Regions from separate parts of the Zea mays genome. Here region 1 is linked to region 2. The links are chromatin contacts, called in public Hi-C maps. All regions are on one chromosome and are shown on one strand. The core of a region is the stretch at or near the end of the contact, and the rest is flanking DNA. Distances in the headings are between cores, read along the strand shown. Region 1 holds the start of LOC100217094 (SNARE domain containing protein). Region 2 holds the start of LOC100277652.

Region 1 (3,685 bases), core at 616-3,115, 330 kb before region 2:
TATTTTCTAAACTATCTGCCCAGTATGTGATCCATTTATACCATGAACGTATTTGTGATTTAATCTAAAAAAGATCCATGATTGATGTATCTTGAAATCTTAAAAAAAAACCACTGGCATGTGGACCCCACATGCCAATCACTGTTTAAGAAAAATTTGCCATGCACGGTTGTAACCAAGTCTCATTTTGGGTTGGTTACAAACCAAATGCTATATTTATAACATAAATTTAGTATTATCCTAACTTTGGCCATGACCAATAGGTTAGGCCTCCTGGGGTCTAGAGTCTACAAGAAAACAAACCATCAGACAATCTATTCTGGAACAATGTAAATTTGTGCACAGCACATAAGCCAAGTAACTCAATTTTTAGTACAGTGCCTGGCATAGCCAGCTTCATAACATTTCATTTCATCACCTAAGGTGTTTATCTTTATTGATTCACTTATTCATAGCATAGTTCAGTGCTCAATCATTCGAGTACCACTTTGCATCCCTAGATCTAGTACCAGCCATATTTAACATCATAATCCTTCATTTACAACCACATCCAATATTGTTCCATTTTGATTATAAGGACACATCAATTATGAAATTGACAGAACAGATCATCAGTTTAAACAAGTTCTCCAAGATTCAACAGATATTTGTTTCATTGCTAAGCATCAGACTTGACAAAAACAAATATGGGGTCTTTGCAAGCACTCCACATCATTACTATCACAGAATTACAGAAGTAGTTGCAATAGGACATACATTGACTTTGGAGGAATTCTGCCAAGCAACGACTCCAAGCTATCCAGTCTAGTCCCAAGAATAGTTATTTTTCTCCGGATGGCTGAAGTATGCCGCATAATTTCTGGGCCTGATTGTGGAAGGGACCCTCTATCAGCAATCATGGAACTGATGTCATCAGCAAGTCTGGATGCTTCATTGTACTCCTTCATCCACGGGTCCGAAGATGATGCCATGGCTGGTTAATTCAAAATGACAGAACACGTCATGTGAGCAGAACTTGGATAAGCATAACAGCATAAACAACAATGTTGTAACCCATTATCATACAATTACATTGTAATAAACTAGTATCATGTAGAGCCCTTTCATATAATGTAAAGCACCACAAGAACTGGGCTGAAAAGGCAGGGAGCTCTTGTGAGCAAGTTATCAACAGACAATCTCTAGGCATTTCTGTCTATCAATGCCATTATTGAGCACAACAAGTTTCATAAAAAAGTTTAAAGGTTGCACTTACGAGAAACAAGACTACTCAAGCTTACAGTGACCATTGCCATAAAAAAAGTTGGCCTCTGCTGCAGCTAACCCCAACATGAGGATGACTATAGTATGCTGTCCCTTGTTCCCAGCTTGTTGGTCACGGGTCAATATTTAATCATGACAGACTCAAATCACGTTTCTGACTTGTAGAACTGAAACAAGATAACTCTCTTCACAGCAATTATTAATCCTACTGCACTACGTTACTCAATTCGTAGAAGCCTCGTGCTGAACGCAGAAAGACCAAATCAAAATCCTAGAATTCGCCATGAATCCAAAATGCCCCCATGATATCCCTTCTCCCCACTGTTGAATCGCACGTATCCGTCTACAGAATCACCAAAATCCCCAGCCGCCGTTCCCCAGAAAGACCCTGCCGAGATCCCAACAGCCACATGTGATGTGACCTCACCCAGCGGGCACCGACGGGGAGGAAAACAAACAGGACGTAGAGGAAAGATTAGAGCGGGAATCGGCAAACCTGGTAGATCCGGACGCGCAAATCGGAGGACCGGAGTTCGGAACCGGACCTCGGCCGAGTCGCCTCCCCCTCTTTTCGGCGTGTCTTTGACGAAGCTCTGGGCCTCTGGCCACTGGCGTTGGCGAGCAAGAGAGGCGAGTAATTAGACCTTTTCTTTTAATTTGTTCAATTGTTTGTGAGAAATATAAAAGACGGACGCGTTGCCGTGAGTGCATGACGCAGGTAAAGGGGAACGGCGGAGCCCACCTCGTTTAGCTTGGAACGACTAGAGATGGCAATACGTAAATACCCACCGGGTATTACTACCCCATACCCATACCCACGACAAAAAAATAACCCCACCGGGTCACCCATATACACTGGTGGGTATGGATTTACCCCCATACCCATACCCACGTGGGTATGTGTCACCCATCGGGTCACCCGTACCCACAAAAATTAAACATCTATCAAAATATTATATTATACAAATATCATGTATATCCATCTAAATATCATTACAAAATTTTTAGCATCATTTAACCATCCATTCAACACACATTGGGTGAATTACATGTTCCATTACATGGTCATTAAATTGTCGTTAAGCCTTCTATGACATAATGACCTAAAAGGTTATTAAATAGTAAAAAAGATGGATGACTAAAGTCTAAGTTCATGTTTAGGCTAAGTTTATATTGGGTATTTTATACCCACGGGTTAACGGGTATGGGTGAAGGTGGAACGTTCTAATACCCGTTTACCTATTGGGTGAAGATTTTTGCCCAATAACAGACCCACGGGTAGAATATTTAGCCCACATACATACCCTAATAGAGTAAATACCCATCGGGTATCGGGTCGCGGGTACCCATTGCTATCTCTAGGAACGACGCTGGGAGGCTGGGACGGTGGTGCCGGTGTGCCGGAGGGCGGCAGAGGCCGGCCCGCGACGGCGTAGCTGGGCCAGGTGCGCAGCGTCAGAGTGGTGGTGACTTGTGAGGATGTACTCTCCCTCTCCTAAAATAATTGATCAGGGGAACTCGCGTGGATTACAGGCAACACATGAACCAGCGTGGGTTATTGTTGGCAATGGCAAACTCGACGAAGTGTTCGTGGTTCGGGCTCACAGTTAGCTCGACTTGGTTTGGTTCGACTCTAATCAGAGCCAGTTCATGAGCAAAACGAGATAGCATATTTAAACAAAACAAAACTATATACATATCATTTATGTAATAATTGGTGAACATATTATGTGTATGTGTGGTGTCTATAGTGCATGAGTTAAACTAATGCTTGATAAACTATGTCTATGTGTTAAATTGATCGAATATAACTGTGGGTTAAAACTAATGAACATGTGTTTGGATTGTGAATTGATGAGTTATGTTAATTTGGTGTTACCTTGATATGGTCTGTGAAACTAAAACTATGAGTATAATTACTATTTTCTATATATTGTTAAATTAGTTTAAAATTAACTAGAAGTTGATTATTATAGACATTATTTTTATCTGCTCTTGCTCGCGAGCTAAACGAGTTGAGCCAACTCGTTAGCTTAACGAGCTAGCAGCCCTACTCCAGGCTCTAGAGACTCTTTATCTCACTTCACCTCACTCTCTATTTCAAAATACACTATGTAAACAGTGTATCTACAATGCATAAACGGTGTTATACACATCGTGCGCTGGAGTTGACCTAAGACTATCTACAACAGTCTTCCAATTCCACTTACTATCTTACTATATATTTTAAACTCTATTCTACAACCAATACATCTACCTGGGACTCCGCGGTGAGACCAGGACTCTGCGGCGGCCACACACGCGTCGAAGGCTCGAAGTACCGATGGGACTCAGGGTCACGCAGGAGGTAGGGTTTCTTAGCGGGCTGGTAATGGGCTGCTCTGCTCCCGCCTAGACCCTGCAAGTCTGGAAATCTGAAAAG
Region 2 (3,543 bases), core at 765-3,264:
TTTGTTTGTAACGGGTCCAGCCCCACTCTATAAATACAGAGGAATACGGCCAATTTGTAATTATCAATCGAATCAATAACACTTTTATCTCGCATTTATTTCCTGTACAATTAGGAGTAGTTCTAGTTTAGCCTCTCAATCCCCAAATGCACCGCTTTTCTTCGACTCTACGTCGATTAGAGTAGTCTAGGTCGGTCTACCCGAGCCTAGACATCACTTAGGATCTCTCCACCCCGACGGGGTCCCTCCCGGGAGCGAGATCCAGGCGCCGCCGACGACCTTCGCCGCCCCCTGCGCATGCGTGGACCGTCCGGCCCCAGAGCGTGGACCGTCCGACCGTCAGGCAGGAAAACCCTAGCCCTGCGCCAGGTCGCGGACCGTCCACCCCTGTGCAAAGAGCACCGCCGCGGGTTCTTGTGTAGTGATTGGCGTCCCAGAAAGGCATCAACACGGGGCTGGAAACAATTTTGCACTATCATGTCTATGGTTGCCGAGCTAAATAGAGTCCTGGATTACATCTCACTGAATATTGGTATATCATTCAGCGCTCGAGCGTTCTCCATTCATGGCTAGAAGGAAACAAGGAAGGAAGACAGCATGAGGCATTGAGGCGAGCGTGATGGCCGAAGGTGGGCCGGCTGAGCAAACTGAGGCCCTGTTCGTTTACATCGGATTGCACCCGGAATTATTCCGGCTAATCAAAGTTTATATAAATTATAGAAGCAATTCGGCTCGGAATCGTTCCGACCCACCATTCCGACACAAACGAACAAGACGTGAGTAAGCCCAGATCAAGGCGGTCCAACAAGATGTTATTTGGACCGGATTGGGTGAACTAGCGGAGCCTGGATCCGATCCGTTTGCGTGTGGTATGCAGACGAGAGCGCCTTGCATTGTGAGGCGAAGTACATTTTTACTTCCTCCCAATTAAAGCCAGAGCCCGTCGTCCAGTCCTGCTACCTTCCTGAATTCCATCTCCGATTACCTGAGTTGTTAACATTCTCTTGCGTTGACTGAGAGTGAATTTTTCTTTTATTGTTTTTTTATATGTGACATGCTACAGTTTCTTCACAACGATCGTTGGTGTATTTGACAAGTTTCTATTATTTTTGTTTTCTGTCGACGATTTCATGCGTTTTATTTCTCAGGATGCTGCTGTAAAAACAAAATAGATCGAATGTTCCTTTCATGCATGGTTTAACCCAAGTCGTCGAGCTTACACAATAGTCAACACTCTGGTGGATTGTATGTATTAGGCCCTGTTCCAATCTCACGAGATAAACTTTAGCAGCTTTTTTTTAGCTACTTTTAGCCATTTGTAATCTAAACAGGAGAGCTAATGGTGATAATTGAAACTAAACTTTAGCACTTCAATTCATATAGCTAAAGTTTAGCAGGAAGCTAAAGTTTATCCCGTGAGATTGAAACAGGGCCTTAAACTGAAGTTGAGTGCAAGAAAGTACGCTGTGCTGTACATGGGGAAAATCTGACACTGGCTTGGCCTAACTGGATCGGATACACTACAGACTGCATTACTAACAACAACAAAATTCTCAAACTGACCTAACTAGGTACAAGGACAGTAGACCCAACCAGTCCTGCGACTGCGAGGTCGTCGGCTCTTGGCCCCTGCACACCTATCTATCAGCGGCAAGAGCTGAACTGAACATGCATGGACGGACAAGCAAAGGCAAGGCCTTGCAGTGCAGCTGCTCATCACGTCCAAGCTGGTACTATTGGACTTGCTAGGACGAACGCCCGCTTTTCTTTAGGGATTAGGTTTCTGCTTCTTTTTTTTTTGACAAAATCTGCATTGAGAGGAAAACACCTTAATTAGTCGTCATTGGTATTTTTTTAAGCACTCACACTTGTGGATTTATACAAGCTAAGTGAAGCTGCACTGCACCATGGGATATGGCTTGATCGGCCTGTGCGCGTGGGATGGGCCAGGGCCACTGGCCAGTCCAAATCAAGGGCATTATATATTATTCCTTTCTATTCTATATATAAATGGAGCGGCGTGGAGGCATCGTCATCTCCATTTCTCTGCTATGCTACACCTCCTCTGCAGTTCATTCCGTTCGATCTCCATAAAGACCTTCCTGAGCTCCTCCTCCACCACCGCGCGGTGCATATTGTATTGTATAGGTCCCCTCCTCCAAATCAAAGCTTCACTCTTATATATGCATGCTGACCACGGTTTTGACCTTGCAGAGGCTCCAGAGCAACAAAGGACGGAGAGCAATTTCGTCGTAGGCTGTTTTCCCTTCGTTTCCTCCTCGATCGGCCGGTGAGTTTTCGTGTGCTTCATCTGCTTGTACCTTAATTAACCATGCCTCTCATTCTCTGTATGCCTGCTTGCCTAGCTGCACTACCGGAATCACGTTCTTTGTCGAGTGTCTAAAACACTTGGCAAATATCATTTTACATTCGATAAAATCTTTACCGAGCGTTACACTAGACAAAAAATACTCAGCAAACATTTTATCGGTAAAGATTCTTTGTCGAGTACTTTTTTTTACCTTTGCCGAGTGTCGAAAAGAACTCGACAAATTAAAAATAAAAAACCCCAAAAAACAACAAAACATTTTTTAAATTTATGAGAACAACTCTCCAACCACTATCCATAGTCATATCATTTTTCATTATTATTTTGAATCAAATTTACATATTTTATTATGTGAATTGTGAGATTTGAACTCGCAACATCTCTCTCGTGCATAACCCCTCTACCACTACACTACTACATAAATTATGTCTATATTACATTTCATTCGTCATGTAATATAACAAATCAAGAGTAATTTGATTATTTAAAGCAATAAATGAATTCATTTGAAAATATGACCAACTATAAAGTTGTATAATTTTACGAGATCTACAAGTTCTATTTTGATAGTTTCTACGTCCGAGGCCGTTTACAAAATTTGAATTTCAAATTTAAAAACTTCACACGAATTTTTCAATTATAAGATGATTTCAAATCAAAAAATTATCAATTAAAAAGTTTCATAACATTTCAAGGCCTACAACTTTTATTTTGATGGTTTTTTCATCCGAGGTAGTTTGAAAAATTCAAATTTTAAAATTCAAACATATTTTTGCATGACAAGATGATTTCAAAACAAAATATTATCAAGTACAAAGTTTCATAACTCTTCGATACCTACAACTTTCATGTTGGTGGTTTTTTATTTCGAGGTCATTTTCAAAATTCAAAATTTAAATTTTTTAAATTCAGACGTAGTTTCCGTTGACAAGATAACTTCAAATGAAAAATTTGCCAACTACAAAATTTTATAACTTCTCAAAACCTACAAAGTTTAGGTTGTTTGGTCATTTGTTCATCTCATATGATGGTTCTAACAATATGCACAAATCTTATATATCTCTCTCGTAGTTTCATAAACTACGAGAGAGATATATGTTTTATAAACAAATTTATTTTTATTAGAAAAAATGTTCAAAATATAAATTGTACTTTATGATAAGTTATACAAATTTGTAGTTGAAAACTTTTTCATTTGAATTAATTTACTGCTT

Evidence for each region. A called contact is a pair of places that touch in the nucleus more often than the background predicts.
Region 1: a contact with region 2 is called in a Hi-C map of ear, with 2.1 times the contacts expected there. The contact joins the promoter of LOC100217094 here to the promoter of LOC100277652 in region 2. A contact is called at or near these places in 2 of 25 Hi-C or Micro-C datasets (ear and leaf).

The regions. Positions count from the first base shown.
Region 1 is chr4:69,337,102-69,340,786 of Zm-B73-REFERENCE-NAM-5.0, reverse strand. It overlaps LOC100217094 (SNARE domain containing protein), which reads right to left and starts at 1,865. Exons shown (of 7, transcript NM_001143463.1): 1 at 1,760-1,865; 2 at 757-973. The coding sequence starts at 971.
Region 2 is chr4:69,006,770-69,010,312 of Zm-B73-REFERENCE-NAM-5.0, reverse strand. It overlaps LOC100277652, which reads left to right and starts at 2,014. Exons shown (of 9, transcript XM_008678804.3): 1 at 2,014-2,137; 2 at 2,215-2,290.